Linked DNA regions of Hordeum vulgare: region 1 is linked to region 2. The links are chromatin contacts, called in public Hi-C maps. All regions are on one chromosome and are shown on one strand. Each heading gives the region's core, a stretch centred on a gene start, on an enhancer-like site or on the middle of the called end of the contact. The rest is flanking DNA. Distances are from core to core; before and after follow the strand shown.

Region 1 (5,153 bases), core at 1,027-3,526, 190 kb before region 2:
TCTTGAATTTTGAATAATCATAAATTTTTAAAATATTGAATTAGAAAAATATCATGAATATAAGAAAACAATCACAAATTTTTAAAGGTAAACGAGTTTAAGAAAAGCTCATGAATTTGCAAAAAAAGTTGAGCACTTTGAAAAAAAAAATTTAAAATGGAAAATTTAATAAAATGGAAAATATAAACATGAATAAAATAGAAAAGAAAGAAAACTGAAAAATAACCCACCTAAACAAAGAGCAAAACAAGACAAAAAAGTATCGGTCACAAAAATGAATGTAATAAGGTTGTCCGTAATGGTAGTATCATAGGTAGTATTATGCATGCCAACTAGGCAATTTCGATGAGGTGACACAGAATTAAATGAAAAAATAGGATTGAGTATCATATCATGATAACGTATCATATTAAATGATGTGTTACTATGTGTCTTGCATGACAATAAATGTACTCCCTATGAACTGCTAGCCATCAGATCTGCTCATCTATTTGTCAATCTTTTTCATCGTTTTTCTTCGATAAATAGCAACACCATGAAGGGAGACAAAAAGCAGCGAGCGCCATCGACCCCGGCCTTAACCCCCCGCGAGGCGACTGACCACGAAGCACCACAGCACATCCGGGCTCGCCGCCAACCGCCGCGAGTCGCCGCTCTCGCACAACATCCTCCTCCTCCTTCAATAAAAAAATGCTCCATGAAGCTTGTAGCACGAATCCTCACCGATTCTAGGATGAAATAACTCGACTACCGCTGTGTCGTCATCGACCTTGAAGCAACGCCGACTCGCTGTTGCATGCCACTTCTTAAGACGCCGCCGGCACTAGCTAGTTGCAGCACCGATGCCTAACGGATCTCTTCCCGTTGAAGCTTTCAACCATTTATATGAAAAGCTTCAACCCTATGGTTGAAGCTTTTCATATAAATGGTGAAGCTTTTTTCATAGGACAATCCCTTATATAGCAAAAAGACGGCGGTAGTACAAAATTGGGTTGTAGCAAAAATGACCGCCAGTGGTAGCTTTCTTTGTTGCCGGTTGCAACAAAAATCAAAGCACCACCATCGTCGGTTAAAGCTTTTCACACATACGATTGAAATTGAAGCATTTTCCGTGAACAGTTGCAACTTTTATGACTTGCATAGTGTATGGTTGTAGCTTTCTCTCTCAATGGTTTAAGGTTTTTTCAACTACGGTCGAAGCTTCTCTACCAAATGGTTGTAACTATTTTGTTTTTAACAGCGCTTGGTCAAGGCTTTTTGTGTCATTTCGGTTGAAGCTTTTTCCATCTAAGGCCGTAGCATTTTATATCAACGGTTGTAGCTTTCTCGCGATGGCGCCGACCGCTTACAACTTTCTTACATACGGTTAGAGCTTTCCATCTAAGGGGTTGAAGGTTTTTTGTAAACCGTTGCCACACGAGGGGGTGCGCCAGCAGCTCGCGGATGTCATATCCATGGCGGCTTCCAACTCCGGCTCGCCTCGACGGAAGGAACCTACAGTCGAAGGGCAACGGAAGAAGTAGGTGTGGGCGCTGGGATTGAAGGTATGGACCTGCGCAAGATTGGGGCTAGCCGGCAGCGGGATCTGAAGAAACAAGGAGGGGAGCGTGGCCACCGCCGCGCGTGAATGCGACTCGGAGAGAGAGAAGGGGATCGGGATAAAGAAGGAGAGAAAAAAGCTAGGACGAGGAGGTGCGCGAGGGTGCGATGCGCTTGATCGTGTGTCTCATGTGGGACCAGCCGAAGTTTCGACCGGTGCCCGGGCCACAACCGTTTCCCTAATGAACTAAACAACATTAAATACTTGTTTAGTGTTTTTTCGAATGCTCGATTAACACATTTATATAAATGATCAAACTTTTTAAATAATTTTCGAAGTTTTTCCAAACGCTTGATTAACATTATTTTAAATACTTGTTTCACATTTTTTCCAATATTTTATTCAACTTTTTGCATACATGGTCAATTTTTTTTCATACATTCTTTGTATACATGATAAACATATTCTCTATGCACCTTTAACATTTTTCGAATGATTGATCAAAACTTTTCTAATATTTTCTTAGAGTGATTTTTTTTATCTTCACGAAAAGAGTGATTGTTGTCATATAAATAATTTGAATATTTATGATCAAAAGTACAAAACTGAAGAAAAACGAAAAAAGGAAACGTAAAAAAAGGGACAAAATCGGCTGTGGCGTCCCGCAAGCGTGGGCTGGCCCATCTAGCTGACCTCTTAAGCGAGGGTTCCCTAAGCCGTCAGGCTGTAAGTACATAGGGGCGCCCTATTTAACGGGAGTCCTACCTACTGCTTATTGCAGCAGAAGTTCCTCGAACGCACATGAGCCGGCTCAGTTTTCTTTTATCTCAAAAAAATCTGATAACTAACTTTTTTCTAATTTATTTCTGTTTCTTCATTTTCTTTTCATGTTATTTACATTCTTCTTTTATTTTTTGGCTATTATTTTCTTTCCTTTTTTCTTTTCATTTCAAATTTGAAGCAAAAAAAAAATTTCGAATTCCATGAACAATATTTGAAATACCAGATCGTTTTTAAAATTTATGAACAAAGTTATATAAACAATAATTTTTTGAAATTTGGATATTTTTAAAAGCGTGATTTTTTCTGGAAACAAAGAACAAAATTCAAGTACGAACTTATTTTGAAAATTGAACAAAGTCTTCGATATTCTAAAAAATATCTGAAAATATCAAACATTTCAGTAAATACCGTCCACTTTTTGAAACTTCCAAATATTTTTTGAAGTTATAAATGATTTTGAAACACTGCAACTATTTAAAATTTAGAATATTATTTTAAAAATCAAAAGAATTTCTAGAATTTGAGGAAATTTTCTAGAAATTTTAGAACATTATTTGAAAATCCATATTTGTTTCTGAAAATGTAGATCGTTTTCTCAAAAAGCAAAAACCTATTTTAAATTTGAGGAACAATTTCTTTAAAACCGAGAACATTTTTTTAAAACTAAAAAACATTTTCCCAATATAAAGAACAATTTCTGTAAATCCATACCATTTTTTGAAAATTATAATGATTTTCTGAAAATTAAGACTATTTTTTGAAAACTAAGAACATTTTCCTAAAAAGCAAACAAAATTTCGTATTTGAAGAACAATTTATGAAAAATCCCGAAAGTTTCTTGAAAAAACAAAAACACTTTTAGAATTTAAAGGACAATTTTTGAAAATCTCAAACATATCATTCAGGAAATTTCAGAAAAATCTAAAACATTTTTTAAAGAGAAAAAATAGTTTCTTAATTTGAAAATCCAGAAAATTTGTTTAAAAAACATTTTTTGAATTTGAAGATCAGTTTTAAAGGTCCAGAACATTTTTTTAATATGAAGAAGAAAAAATTGAAAATACAAATCATCTTTTGAAATTCCAATTCTTTTCTGAAGAAGCAAAAAAAAATTGAATTTGAAAATTCCAAACGTTTTATGAAAATCCAAAACAATTTTTGGAAATCCAGAACATTTTATGAAAATCCATAATATTTTTTTGAAATGGGCAAATATAAAAAAAAGATACCAAAATAAATGAAGAAACAAAAAAACAAAAAAAATGTCGGTTCAGGTAACCTTCTAGAAGTTTCCTAAAACTGAAAAAAAAAAACGCTATTGGCTGGCCTATATGGAATCGCTGTCTTTTGAAGCATGTGCGGAAGTTCTACTGGCTGTTGCAAATAGCGACGAATAGCATTTAGCCTCCATTTGGCAGGGAAAAGCTAAACCTCGCCTTTAGCAAGGTAGAATTAGGGCTTGGCTCAAGTTATTTTTTGTAATTTTTTTTTGGTACATTGTTTTAGGATTTTCTTCACGGATTGGTCGCTCAGTTCCCTTTATTTTGTGGCTTCTTTCAATGTTCATTTTTCATTTTTTTTATTTCCTTTTCCTGCTTTTATTTTGCTTTACTTCTCATTTTGTATTTCATAAATTACTAGATACATGTATTGATTGTTTTCATTTTTTATTTCCTGTTTCTATCTTTTTATGTTTAGACCAGGTTGAATATTGTTTAATTACATTTGAATTTTCGAAAACATGATGAACGCTTTTAATGCGCAATGAATGTTTTTGCATTACATGACCAAAATTTACGAAATACTTCCTCCGTCCCAAAATTCTTGTCTTATCTTTGTCTAAAAATGGATGTATCTAAATACCAAAACTTGACTAGATACATTCATATCTAAACAAATCTAAGACAAGAATTTTGGGACGGAGAGAGTACACATTTAACATTAGTCAAATACACAATGAACCTATTTTAACACAATACGCATGATGTACAATTTTTAAGTACAATATGAATATTCTCTTAAGACACAATCAATATTTGCATATTACACGATGAAAAGTTTCTGAAATATATGATGAATGAATATTATTTAGTACATGATGATATTTTTATACGTCGCAATAAATATTTTTCAGGCATGTGATGAACTTTTTTGGATGTACAGACATTTAAAATGATCCAAGATTTTCGGAAGCACATAATTTGCTCTATTTTTTGTATATCACTGGATTTTTTTACACATTTAACATTTTTCAGGTATGTTATTAACACTTTTTGGAATATATGCCCTAAGGTGTTTCATACACATTTTAGATTTTCCCTATACATCTGAGTTCTTTTTAATATATTTTTAAAATTACTAAAACATGATTTACCGTTTTGTTTTCAAAAGTTTATTTGTTTTTGAATACATGTTAACATTATCTGAAACACATTTTAAAGCATTTATTGGGAATATGTTATCTGTTTTACATTTAATAAATATTTTTAGAATGTTATAAATTTTTTGTTTGAAACACATGATTTTTTTATAAATGTAACATAAATTTTTTGAATAGTATCAAACATTTTCTGAACTAGATAAACATTTTATTACATTGTCTCATGTATAGTTTTGTTGAACACATGGACATTTTTTTAATGTTCATACGTGTTTTTCGAATTTGAAAAACTATTTAAAAAAAACGTGAACAGATTTGGAAGCGCGAACAATTTTTTAAAGCAAGAACATTTTTTGAATCTTGAGAACATAATTTTTAAAAGGAGAAAGCTTTTGAAAATCCCAGAACAAATTTGAAAACGCAAACAAAATTTTAAAGCACGAATATTTT
Region 2 (5,181 bases), core at 2,069-4,568:
CCACGACTGAGATGGCGTGGCCGAACTACATTCTCATTTTGTGTGTTGGCATGTGTGTTGGCCTGCTGGCAGATGTGCTCAACTTGAAAACTGTGTATTTTTTTGTAGACTCGCATATGTATGCCGATCGCTGGCATATAGCGGACAGGAACTCTTAACGCTGGCATGTTAGTTGACGTGACAGTGTGGCCGCGATCCCTTTTAGCATTAAGCTGTTTATGCACGGGCGAAAAATGAATCGTCGCGTTGGGTGCACGACCAATTTATTTATAATTAAGGACCAAAGAGCCGATTAAATGGACAAAAGACGAAAAAAGTGCGGGTCCGCCCGGTTGGGTTTGCTCTTAATGCAGGATATCGTGTCGAATGTTCCTGTCCATCATCACCGGAGTAATAAAGGCATTGCTTATGACATTCTGCTATTTGCTACTGACCACGCAGTTGTTGATAGAGTGGCAATCATACGATCTGTGAGATCTTGATGTGTCCATTATCATCATCATCATCATCATCAAGCTGCCTATAGACAAGGCAATTGTACAGTCTGGCGGTGATCTAGATTCCAACTCAGCCTTATGATTCAGAAAATGTGCAATATCAGATGAAACTGGATGAAGAAGTTGCAAACTTCGGTATATTCAGAACGAACCTCTCGATACAAATTCATATACCGTCTCGTAGATACACAAAAGAATATGGCCCCATGTCGTTCATCGGGCAATGACACTGACTACACACTGTACAACAACCTGAATAACCTCCTAGTAGATGCTACTCGTACTAGCCTACAGCCTAGCGATTGAGATGTTGAAAATTCCAATTGAATTTTCAGTACGTTCCTATACCCTATACCGTCTGATCCATGCCAAAAACCGCAACACCTGCATCAAATCAAGAGAAGAACATGATTCAGCACCAGAGCGAGAGTACTAGCTCTGCAGATTGTCTTCTTCCAGTGTCTGAAAGGAGTTGCAAGCAGGTAAACTTACCTAGCGTTGGCAGCAGGACCGTGAGAGCGACAACGCCGACGATCTTGATGGGCATGCCGGTGACCACCATGTCCTTGATGGTGATGTAGCCGGTGCTGAACCCCACGGAGTTGCCGGGCGACCCGGTGGGCAGCAGGTAGGAGAGCTGCGCGCCAACGGCGCCGGGGACCATGAGCAGCAGTGGGTGCACGCCGATGGTCCTGCCCAGCTCCGCCAGCAGCGGCAGCACGAGCGTGGTGGTGGCGTCGTCGGAGGTGAACTCCGTGAGGAGGCCGCTGAAGGCGCACGCCACGGGCGCGACGGCCAGCGCCGGCGCGCCCCGCAGGAAGCCCAGCCACCCGGCGAGGATGTCCGTCAGGCCGCTCGCCTTGAACCCGTCGGCGATGGCGAAGCCGGCGCCGAGGAGCAGGACGATGTGCCACTGCAGCTTCCGGCACTTGCCCCAGTCCATGAGCTTCTCGCCGTCGCTCTTGCCGCTCGGGATTATGAAGAGCAGCGTCGCCATCATGATCTGCATTGCGACCGAGATGGTGTCCCGTGAGCTCGTGTGGCAGATTGTCCCTGAGAGATGAATGATTGAACTTGTGGAGCATACTTACAGTGACTGTCCCATCCCCGACATTGCCGTGGAAGAGGACCGACCACCCGGGGATGTCGTCCGTCAGGCTCCTCGTCATCCACAGGACGATCAGGCCCTGCATGAATCAGCCATTGATCCATTCAGTTCTGTTGCTGCAGTAACACTCTGCTTCTAGGTTCAGGGGAAAAAATGGCTGTTACATTTTACTGATTTGAAATGTGCAAACTTACCCCGAAAACGGCAAGAACCATCTTCTCTGCAAAAGCCATTGGACCTGGCGCAAATAAAAAACGGAGATCCCCATCAGATAACCAAACGCTAGGATTTCAACGGTTGTGGTTCATTCAGTTTACTCCACGAAATATTTGACCAGGAGTTGGTTAAAAATTCAAACTGGCCAGATCACGAGAACATGGATGAATACTACAGCAGTCGTTTTCCTCAAGTGCAGATCACAAGAAAGATAACGTACCAAGCAAGCTGAGCTCCCTTCTGAGATGGGTGCGGTCAAGGTAAGCGGAGAGCGCCCTCCCTGTGTTCTTGGAGCAGTACATGAGGCAGAGCGTGCCCCAGAGCGCCGCGAAGAGCACGAGCGACATGGGGAGCCCCAAGGACATCCAGGAGCTGAAGGTGATGGGCTCTTCCTCCGGGAAGTAGGTGGACCACATCCCAACCAGGATGATGTTGGCGCCCGTGCCGGTGAGCGTGGCCATCCCGCCAATCGCCGACGCGTACACGACGCCGAGCACCACGGCCTTGGAGAACCGCCTGAACTCGCGGGCGTCGGCGCCGGCGGCCGCGTCGCCGGGGAACCTCTGCAGGATCCCCGTGGCCACCGGCATCATCATGACGGTGCACGGCGTGTTGTGGATCCACATGCTGATGAACATGGTGGTGCCGCAGATGCCCAGCAGCAGCAGCGCCGGCTTCACCGGGTCCCCGCAGAACAGCGACGTGATCTGCGCGCGCGCCGCACAATGTTAGTACGCTGATCACCGGCGCCGGAAGAATCGATTGCGCTGTAGTATTAGCTAGCTAGGAGGACGCGCGCGCGGCGCGGGCATGCACGTACGTTGAGCGCCAGGCGGCGGTGGATGTTGTAGTGCTCGATGGCGAGGGCGAGGATGAAGCTGCCGAGGACGAGGGAGATGACGTCGTCCATGTAGGCCTTGGCGACGGCGTCGGCGGAGGAGACGCCGAAGACCGGGAAGAGGAACAGCGGCGCCATGGACGCGACGGCGAGCGGCACGGCGTCGGTGATCCACCAGATGAACACCCACGCCAGCACGCCGAGCATGTTGCGCGCCGCGGCGTGCCCGGGGCCAAGGTCGACGAGCGCGCAGATCAGCACGGCGGCCAGCGGGCCGGCCGCGATCGGCAGGTACCTGTTGGCGAGCAGCGACGCGACGAGCGGCGAGCAGGAGGAGCGGCGGGCGCCGCCGTCCGCCGTGATGTCGTGCAGGGGCAGCAGCGACCTCGTGACGTCCTCCGACGAGCTCTCCCAGTGGCCGCTGCACCGCGGGTCCATGGCCGGTCGAACCGAAGAGATCGTTGTGCGCCGCTTTCGTTCCGCCGTCGATGATCTGCACTCAGCCAGCCAGCCGCGCGCGTTCTTGGTTGCTTCTTGAGGCGTGGTGTCCGAAAAGTTTGGCTGTTTTTATAGGTGCGGGGAACTGAAACTGGGCACGCGTGTTTCGACTTTCGACTCACGATTTACAGTTTCGGCTTTCGAAAATGGCCAGGCTTCGACTCTGACAAGTCGTATGAGGCTGCCACGTCAGATACATGCAGTGATATACTCAAACTAATTTGACCATTCTCATGGCTATCCTCAAATCGAAACCCCACACCAGTAAAAAACTTCAAGAAGATCGTAGTGATCTTTCAAAAAATATAGAAGCACCACTGGTTTTTAAAAGATTGTACGTACCAGCAATGATTTGACGACCCATGTAACGCTGTCGATCGATATGGCGTCCAGATAGGCACGATCGCCGCCGCGAGAACCGGATAAGACCCCTGCCGGGGGGACGCTGACGTGCGCCCCCGGTCCGTGCCACGTACGATCGTGCCCTCTGCTGAACCAGCTCATGAGCAGCCCAAGAGCTGGCCGCGGTTGGTGCTCCGACGTGGCCACCTGCCGGCGCTCGGCCGCCCGAGTCCCCGACGCTGACGGCGACGGGCACGCTCTTATCCAGGCCAGACATGTCGACATGCTCAACGGTCAAACACGATCGAGCAATTTTGTATTTTCCCGCGCACGGCATGACGTGCCCCGCGCTGAAATTTCTCCCCGAGTCGGGTCATGGCATCCTGCCGCCGCGGTGACCGTCGGCGTCCGGGCGCGCCCGGCTGCCAGGGAGCGTGAACGGGGCGCGCGCCGCGGGTGGCGCCTCCCCGGGACGTGACCTGGAGTTGGTCCCTGTCGCAGTTGCGGTCGCTCATCATTGGCGGGTGCAAGTGGCCGGTCGGCATTATTGCTGGCTGAACCGGGCAGGACGCGACCGCTCTCGCCGGGGCGGCCCGTCGCGCCACCGCCCGGAACGGGGGGGCGTTTCCCGATCCGCGCCGGCCGTCTTGCCCGGCTCGTCGGCGCCTCGCTGCGGTTCCCGTGTTCGTGGCGGGGCTGGTCGAATCTTTCTTGTTTCAGGTGGTTGTTATCTGCCGTCAGCAAGCGTAACTGTACTGGCGAATCACGTCTCGTAGCGTCTCGGCCGTATCACGAGCAATCGATCGGACGAGCTGTCAGATGCTGATTTTGATTGTGTATGCGCTCCGGCTCCACTAAGGGCATCTCCAATGGTGAGATGGTCGTATGATCGTCATTGATAAAATTGCCACATAGATGATTTTAATAACATAACACATAATAATAATAAAAGGAGAATGAAACCATACTGTATGAACTTGAAGCAACGGTTCATGCACAAGCTCTGAGGCAAACATGGTTATTTCTTCAAAATTTAATGGACCCACTTAGCTATTTTACATATGGTTAACATACACTCTATTGAAGAGCTTGTGTGATGTGCTGTTGGTTGATGATGTGGATACTTATACCAACGACTGAACATACAAACTGTTGGAGATGCTCTAATGCTGATTCGTGCACGTTACGAGCTTCACGCCTTGATGCGTTGGGCGAGTGGTAGGAGGAGGAGTTTGGGCAAACCCTGTCAAACTCCTCCTTCCTTAATTTATGAAAAAGGGCAAATCTCCTTTTCACTCTGGCTTCCACAACATGCGTGCGCTCGATGTTCCGTTAGAATGGGTGATTGATTGGCAGCCACGAACCGAAGCCATGGTAGCGACTGATGTATGCGCTGCCGCCTTATCATGTCACGCAGTGCAGGTATCCCCTGTCCGGGCTTCAAACCGAACGTCTGATACGACAAGATGGAAACAGATCGATCGATCGACCCAGGATGCGCCAGGAGTTGTACGTGTAAGCTCCAGGATGCGCCGATCGACGACGCCGAGCGCACGAGACGTCAGCGGCGTGCTGCTGCTGCTGCTGCTGCTCAAGTGTCCAGCTCGCCGGTCGGTGCGGCTAGCGGTCGACGTCGGGCTGGACCGGACTAGGCCGGATGCGGCCTGCCCAGAAGGGCCAGA

What was found. Hi-C and Micro-C count contacts between places; a contact is called where the count stands out from the background.
Region 1: a contact with region 2 is called in a Hi-C map of leaf, with 2.3 times the contacts expected there. The contact joins the enhancer-like site here to the promoter of LOC123399344 in region 2. A contact is called at or near these places in 2 of 6 Hi-C or Micro-C datasets (leaf and seedling).

What each region holds. Positions count from the first base shown.
Region 1 is chr5H:476,540,689-476,545,841 of MorexV3_pseudomolecules_assembly, reverse strand. No RefSeq gene overlaps it. Among protein-coding and RNA genes, the nearest start is that of LOC123399348, 65 kb to the right of the region's middle. Within about 2 kb of position 2,276, at least 3 of the 3 cell types and tissues checked have open chromatin away from gene starts, as enhancers often do. A contact at or near this core is called in leaf and seedling, where this site is marked.
Region 2 is chr5H:476,356,017-476,361,197 of MorexV3_pseudomolecules_assembly, reverse strand. LOC123399344 (tonoplast dicarboxylate transporter-like) reads right to left here and starts at 3,318. Exons shown (of 6, transcript XM_045093764.1): 1 at 2,642-3,318; 2 at 2,042-2,528; 3 at 1,800-1,843; 4 at 1,589-1,684; 5 at 990-1,500; 6 at 609-881. The coding sequence starts at 3,097. The coding sequence ends at 847.